2 separate regions of the Sus scrofa genome follow, and region 2 is linked to region 1. Evidence: chromatin contacts called from public Hi-C data. All regions are on one chromosome and are shown on one strand. Each heading gives the region's core, a stretch centred on a gene start, on an enhancer-like site or on the middle of the called end of the contact. The rest is flanking DNA. Distances are from core to core; before and after follow the strand shown. Region 1 has its middle 36 kb from the start of EIF5A2. Region 2 overlaps PLD1 (phospholipase D1).

Evidence for each region. Hi-C and Micro-C count contacts between places; a contact is called where the count stands out from the background.
Region 2: a contact with region 1 is called in a Hi-C map of embryonic fibroblasts, with 5 times the contacts expected there. The contact joins two enhancer-like sites. A contact is called at or near these places in 2 of 47 Hi-C or Micro-C datasets (embryonic fibroblasts and fetal heart ventricle).

What each region holds. Positions count from the first base shown.
Region 1 is chr13:109,564,180-109,568,032 of Sscrofa11.1, forward strand. No RefSeq gene overlaps it. Among named protein-coding and RNA genes, the nearest start is that of EIF5A2, 36 kb to the left of the region's middle. Within about 2 kb of position 2,597, at least 5 of the 83 cell types and tissues checked have an H3K27ac peak or open chromatin away from gene starts, as enhancers often do.
Region 2 is chr13:110,200,356-110,204,305 of Sscrofa11.1, forward strand. PLD1 (phospholipase D1) reads right to left here. Exons shown (of 27, transcript NM_001244589.1): 22 at 230-343. Among named protein-coding and RNA genes, the nearest start is that of TNIK, 150 kb to the left of the region's middle. Within about 2 kb of position 1,771, at least 18 of the 83 cell types and tissues checked have an H3K27ac peak or open chromatin away from gene starts, as enhancers often do.

The DNA of each region.
Region 1 (3,853 bases), core at 1,347-3,846:
TGTTGTTTTTAGCCTCTCTGGAGAAAGAACTAGGAAATAAATGTATGCATACTAACTCATGTATACACACCGTGTGTGTACATATGTGTGTGTGTGTGTGTGTATTCCTGTGTGTTTAATTTTAGTTTCTATTGCTATTCCTTCAAATTCACCAATTTTTCTTTCGTAATGTCAAATCTGCCACTAATCCTGTTCACTGAAATTTCATTACAGTTATCCTAAGTTTGATTTGGATTTTTTTTTATATTTCTAAGTGCCTACTCAACTTTTTGAACATATGGAATTCAGTTGTAAAAACTGTTTGAATGTCTTTCTCTGTTAACATCTTTGTCAGTTTTGAGTCTGTTTCTAGTGATTGATTATTTTCCTTTTTTTTTTTTTGGCTGTGCCCATAAGCATATGGAAGTTCCCAGGGTTTGAACTCGTGCCACAGCAGCGACTAGAGCCATTGCAATGACAATACCAGGTCCCTAACCCACTACACCACAAAGGAACTCCTATTTTCCTTTTTATGTATTATGTTATCCTGCTCCTATGATGACTGGTAATCTCTGATTTGATGCCAGAATTACCGTCATCACTTAAACAGGTGATCAAGCTTAGCAACACCAGAAGTAGGACAACCTGATAGTGTTTCCTGAAGTGATGCAGTAAAAAAATACACAAAGTCACCTATGAAGCATTCTTGACAAAATGTTTAATGTGAATCAAATCATGGGAGTAATAATAAGAAAAATCTAGAATGTGTGACATTCTGCAAGATAATTGGCCTGAATGCTTGAAAAAAGATGATGTCATGGGAAGTAAAAAAAAAAAAAAAAAAAACAGTATAAGAAAATTGTTCTAGATTAAGAGAGTCCTTAGAAACATAATCAAGTACAAAGGGAAAACATAAATCTTGATTATAGCTTTCCTTCTTTTTTTGAGTTTTTATTTTTTATTTTTTTTGTCTATTGTCTTTTCAGGGCTGCACCTTCCACATAGGAGTTTCCCAGGCTAGGGGTCTAATCAGAGCTATTGCTGCCAGCCCATGCCACAGTCACAGCAACTCAGGATCCGAGCTTTGTCTTCAACCTACACCGCAGCTCATGGTAACGCCACATCCTTAACCCACTGAGTGAGGGCAGGGATCGAACCTGCAACACCATGGTTCCTACTTGGTTTCTTTTCCACTGCTCCATGATGGGAACTCCTTTCTTTTTGAGTTTTAAAAAGTATGTATTGGAGTTCCCATCGTGATGCAGTGGTTAACGAATCTGACTAGGAACCATGAGGTTGCAGGTTCTATCCCTGGGCTTGCTCAGTGGTTAAGGATCAGGCGTTGCCGTGAGCTGTGGTTTAGGTCACAGACACAGCTCGGATCCTGAATTGCTGTGGCTGTGGCTGTGGCCGGCAGCTACAGCTCTGATTAGACCCCTTGCCTGGGAACCTCCATATGCCATGGAAGCAGCCCTAGAAAAGGCAAAAAGACAAAAAAAAACCCAAACAAACAAAAAAACAAAATAAAAGGTATTTATTAAACAACTAGTATATGAAAATTATTATCTATATACTAAAAGAAAGAGATACCATACCTAACTTCAAAGAGCCTACATTAAGTTGGTTTGAATGTACACACATATGTACTCAGAATGATTTACAGGGCAATTTAACAACAGTTGCATATTGTAGCACCAGCTAACTCAAAGCACTAAGGTGAAGTGAATAGAAGCTTAAGAGGAGTGAAGAAGCATTTGAAGAAGTCTTTCAGAGATGAGTTGGATCAGAAAAGTTTTGAAATACATAGATTAGCAAAAGAAAAGAAAAAAGATTTTCTAGATAGGGAACATAAATGGTGAGGGACTATGTTAGAGTAGAAGTTTAAAAAGTAGATAAGAACCATAGCCAAAAGAAAGGAAAGAATAAGTCAGTGTCTTGGAAATGACTTTATGTAAATAGTGAAATGGAGGGAGTGGAATAGAATAAGGAATTATCTCTGTCCTTGAGAAGCACTCATTGTGATGGGATGAATAACTAAGAAATGAGGTAGATTTTTAAATAGTTTTAAAAAGGCAGAAAGAAGGAAAGATTTAAAAGTACAACTTCAAGAGGAAGTTTATTTTCAAATGGTTTAACATATACACACATAGAAAGAGCTAAAGTCAGTGTAGCAAGACATCAACAACTGTAAATAAAAACAATGGTTAGGGATGTTTATTTTAGTATTTTTTTCAACATTTATGTATGTCGAAAATATGTATGAAATTTTTTTATAAGAAAAATTGAAAGAAAAGACAATTCAGGATGGTTTAGAGGCTAATCTGAATTATTGTCACCAGGTGGTGCTGGTGCTTTTCAAACAAAGCTAAATAAACAGGAACTGTCCGTTGACAATTAATTGGATATTTATTTAGGAAAGTTTTGTATGAGAGGGGTCTCAGACTATAAATCCAGCTTTTAAAGTTTGTCAATATTCACTCTTGCTTGCATTATTATGCTCTATATAAATCAAAGAGTCTCAGATACAAATTTTCTTTGTCTGCCTATCTTCTGTCCATTTCCTTTCCAGGCCCTTATTTACTTCTCACAAGACCTTCTGCAGTGATTCAATACACCCAGAGGCCGCTTTGATCCACACTGCTGACACAGTGACCTTCCTGCAGCATTTCTGTCCCTTTCATCAGCTCCCTATTTTCTTCCGCATAATTTTCCTTACTCAGCAAAGTGTTAAAGTTTGATACCAGCCTGCTTTCCCAGTGTATCTCTCATTATTGCCCTGCATTAACTCTACTCATGAGATAGCTTGATTGCTGTCCTTTTTTAAAAAAGTGGATTTTAGGAGTTCCCATCGGGCTCAGTGGTTAACAAATCTGACTAGGAACCATGAGGTTTCGGGTTTGATTCCTGTCCTTGCTCAGCTGGTTAAGGATCTGGCTTTGACGTGAGCTGTGGTGTAGGTCGCAGACGGGGCTCAGATCCTGAGTTGCTGTGGCTGTGGTGTAGGCCTGTGTCTACAGTTCTGATTAGACCCCTAGCCTGGGAACCTCCATATACCGTGGAAGCGGCCCTAGAAATGGCAAAAAGACCAAAAAAAAAAAAGTGGATTTTATACGCTTTGTTGCCCTTGAGTGTTTCTCTTTATTTCTGTCTCCATATCCAAATGCCCTTCTGTCCAGCACTAGACAGTCTGACCTTACTTTCATCAAAGCACAGGTTAAATGTCATTTTCTTTATGTAGTCTCCCTAAGCACCTTATTCAGAAATTTTTGTACAGTACTTTGTAATTTTCTTATTGACTTGACATTTTGTATAATGTAATAATTATGTGTGAACACTAAATTATAAAAACTTTCAAGAGTTTTTATCTTTATAGTTTACACACTGTGTTTACTACTATGTGGCATTCACTAAAGGTCAGTGGAATTCAATTTCAGGATTAATTCAAAGCTAGTTGTGGTTGTGATGAAAGTGCTGACTAGTCACTACCAATTGCCAATCTTACTCTGGCTTTTCATTTCACAAATACGCAATGAGGGACCACTGTAGTAAGAAACCAACCTGGATGAAAGGTGTTCATGGCTTATCAACCCGCACTAACAAAAAAATTAACCAGTTTGAAGTAAAATTCAATTTAATACTATATGTGAAAACTCAAACCTTTGCATGCCATTTGATCCCTCTATTCCACTCCTAGGTAAGAATATGATAAGAATTCTCAAAGATTTATTTGGAAAATATTTGAAAGTCATGCTTTTAAGCGATAAAAACTGGAAGTAGCCTAACTACCCAAAAATACGGGCTTGGTTAAACAAATTCATACAATGAATTACTATGGAGCCATTAATAATATTTAGTGAGCTGAGAATTATCTAAA
Region 2 (3,950 bases), core at 521-3,020, 640 kb after region 1:
AATTCTTTTATACTTGCCATGTGTTCTAAGCCTACATTTATGTATTTGGGCTTTATTTGAATTTTATCAACTTGTAAACAGGCCAAAATTCAAAAGCAAAATAAAGAAAAGTATCCATTTGTTCAACGCTCCACTGAATAGATGTGGAGAAACATTTCCATTCCTTTCACCAGCTTACATGCGTGACTGATTGAAAGCTGAAAAAAAGACGATATTAGAACTTTGGCACCTGTAGTTGAAGTGCATTATTGCCTGCAGAGCATTTCCTCCGCCGGTTGAAATGTCTCCTTCAAAACCTGGCAGCAGTGGTATCACAACATACACCCGGTACCTCTGGCTTTCCCTGCAAAAGTCAGGGGCAGAAAGTTTTACAATTAAAAAGAAAAAGAAAAAAAAAAGACAAAGTAACAGTTAAAAATGACAGCCAAGGAGTTCCTACTATGGTTCAGCAGTAACACCCTTGGCCTCACTCAGTGGGTTGGGACCCGGTGTTGCCATGAGCTGCAGAGTAGGTTGCAGACACAGCTGGATCCAGCATTGCTAGGGCTGTGGTGTAGGCCAGAAGCTGCAGCTCTGATTTGACTCCTAGTTTGGGGACTTCCGTATGACGCAGCTACAGTACTCAAAACAAAAACAAAAACAAAAACAAAAGATAGCCAAGCAGTTCACATGGATTTAAAGACTGAGCAAATGGCTTCCTACAATACATTCTATCAATCCCCAGGCTCTGCGGGGGAAGGAGGTGCTGTTGCATTGGAGACCAGAAGCTATTATCCAGGCTAACTGTTCATAGCAACCTGAAAAATAAGCTGAACTTGGCAGTAAAGTGAGGACTGTATCCACTACCTCCCACAGCATAATCCTTTCTAGGACAAAATCAATTGCAACAAAGCCTTGTTTGGATCCCTTGGAAGGGTGAGGGGTTAAAATTTAGTTCTGAAAAAGACATTGACCTAAGAGTTTTATGTATAAGTACCTAACTCAGAATCCAGCAAATAGTAGGCATTCAGCTGTTAATTACTGAGTAAATGAGATCCCACAGCGTAGATCTCAGGGGCTAAAAGACATACTGGACTCAGTATGATTTCCAATGCAGATGTTCATCATTGTTTGGAAACTCTGATTCATCTCTGAAAACTCTGCTTCAGATGCAAAATTTTACCCCAGGCCCTTCATGCATTCTGAGTCACTGATGCCGAGTTTTAAATCTCCTACATATACAACACAATATTTCTTGGCCCACTCTCCCTACTGATGATTAACAACAATCTTTGAAAGGAAAAGCCTTTGAACCGCCTTTGCTTCCCAGTGATGTAACAAACGGGAGAAATGCGGCTCCTTCCTTTGATCTGTATTCAGAAAGTCAGAAATTTGGAAAATTATGTTCAAATAGATACCACCTCTTTGGAGGCTAGACTGTCAAGGTCCTTATCTCTAAAAGACACACAGGAAGAAGAGAGAGAAAGTCTGGAGATGACTGTGGTGTTCATGGAATCTTGCCCTTTTATCTGAGAAGTTTATATTCACACAAAGTTGCTGCTACAGGTTAATTTTCAAGTGGGAACCAACCTAAACTTTTCATAATACTTAATTTCTAAAGTTCATTTTCTTCTAAGCAACTACATTTTTCTTTCAGAAAAAAATATTATTACTACCCTAAAAGCGATCAGATTTGAGGTCTCTGATGCCAACGTACCGTATTAGGGTCCAGGGAAAGTGCAGTTCCAAGCAGAAGCAATGGCCAATAGAACAGAGTCTGGAGGCCTGTGAGCTTGACTTCCATGCTTAGGAATTTGGACTAGGGTGTTGTAATGGCATGGATTAATCACTAGATGGCAAACACAGTTTGAGTTGGAAAAAAATTTTTTAAATTTTTAAATGTGAACTGTTAAAGTCCTCTGTCAGATAAGAGTAAGAGGCACACATTCCTGGATGGTAAACAAGACAGTGAGAAGAAGAACAGAAAGAACACCTAAGCTATTTCCCCACAGCCAGTATTTAGAAGTCCAAATGAATCTCACACTTAAAAATTGTCACCATCTGTCTCCTGCTGCCTTGACAGATTCACCTTCAGTCCGGTCCTCCCAGGCCCACACTCCAGTGACAGACAGGAACCACCATCCTGTGTTCAGAGTGCATCCTACTAAGGCAGGCTAGCAATAGCGCATCTGCCCCCTTAGCCCGGAGTGCGCTTCTCCGCATCGTAGGAGCCCTCTCCTTGGAGGGCTGATAAATGGCTCCTTCCTCGCTCAGGCCAACCTGGATGTGCCGGTCAAAACTGGTTTGCTTCTGCCTCCGCACTCCCCTAGCATGTGGCTAGGATGGCTATGCAGCATCCCTTCTGCTTCACACAATAGCAATAGGCACATCTGCTGGCTAGACCACATGATAAGCCCTCTTGAAGCATAGGATATCCATGCTCATATCTTTCTGTTTGGGGCAGTGCCCAACAAAGGAGCTCTGCAAACTCTCTGTACCTGGTACTATCTGCTTTGGGAGAATGAGGTCAGATGGAAAGAATGTCTCTTTCTGGGAAGCCTCTGATAGACAAGAGGTTAAACAGGATGTTTTCCTTCAAATTAGGTTACATTTTATTTGATTTTTTTTTATTGTGGTGAAATACATATGTAACACAAAATTTGCCATTTTAACCATTTAAGTGTACCATGCAGTGTTATTAATTACCCTCACATGTTATGCAACCATTGTGATCTCTATTTCCAAAACTTTCAAGAGTCCAAACAGAAACTGTGATAACTAAGCTCTAAGTTCCCACTTCCCCTCCTTGCAACCTCTGGTAACTTCTAATCCACTTTCTGTCGCTAGGAATTTGCCTGGTCTAGATATTTCATCTAAGTGGAATCAAACAATATTGTCTTTTTGTGTCTGACTTATTTAACTTAATATCCTCAAGATTCATCCATGGTGTAGTGCGTGTCTGAATTTCCTTCCTTCTTATAGCTGAATAATATTACATTGTATGTACAGACCACATTTGGTTTATGTAGTCATCTGTGGGCAAGCACTTGCACTGTTTCTACCTTTTGGCTATTGTGAGTAATGCTGCAGTGAACGGGGCTCTCTGCTTTCTATTATTTTGAGTATATATGCTGGAATGGCACTGCTGGGTCATACAGTTATTCTATGTTTAGCTTTTTGAGGAACCACTAAACAAAATACATTTTCTGTCTTTTTGCTATTTCTTGGGCCGCTCCCGCGGCATATGGAGGTTCCCAGGCTAGGGGTCCAATCGGAGCTGTAGCCACCAGCCTACGCCAGAGCCACAGCAACGCAGGATCCGAGCCGCAACTGCAACCTACACCACAGCTCACGGCAACGCCGGATCCTTAACCCACTGAGCAAGGGCAGGGACCAAACCCGCAACCTCATGGTTCCTAGTCGGATTCGTTAACCGCTGCGCCACGACGGGAACTCCCAAAATACATTTTCTAATGGATAATATATGCTCACAGTACAAGCCTTCAGAGATTGGAAGATTACATGATGAAAAAACTTCTTTCTCACCTCTTTGTCCCCATCTTTCATTTCCCCTCCCTAAGGGCAACTTATATTACCTCCCATGCTCTTTCAGAAATAGTCTATGAATTTATAAGCATATATATATATATATATATATATATATTCTCCTTCTACACAAATGTCAGAATACTATAAACACTTTTTTTCTGAAAGTTTTTTTTTTAATTTATCTTTTTTTTTTTTTTTTTTTGTCTTTTCTATGGCCACACCTGCAGCATAATGAGGTTCCCAGGCTAGGGGTCTAATTGGAGCTGTAGCTGTCAGCCTACGCCAGAGCCACAGCAACGTGGGATCTGAGCTGCGTCTGAGACCTACACCACAGCTCACGGCAATGCTGGATCCTAAACCCACTGAGAAAGGCCAGGGATTGAACCCACAACCTTATGGTTCCTAGTCAGATTCGTTAACCA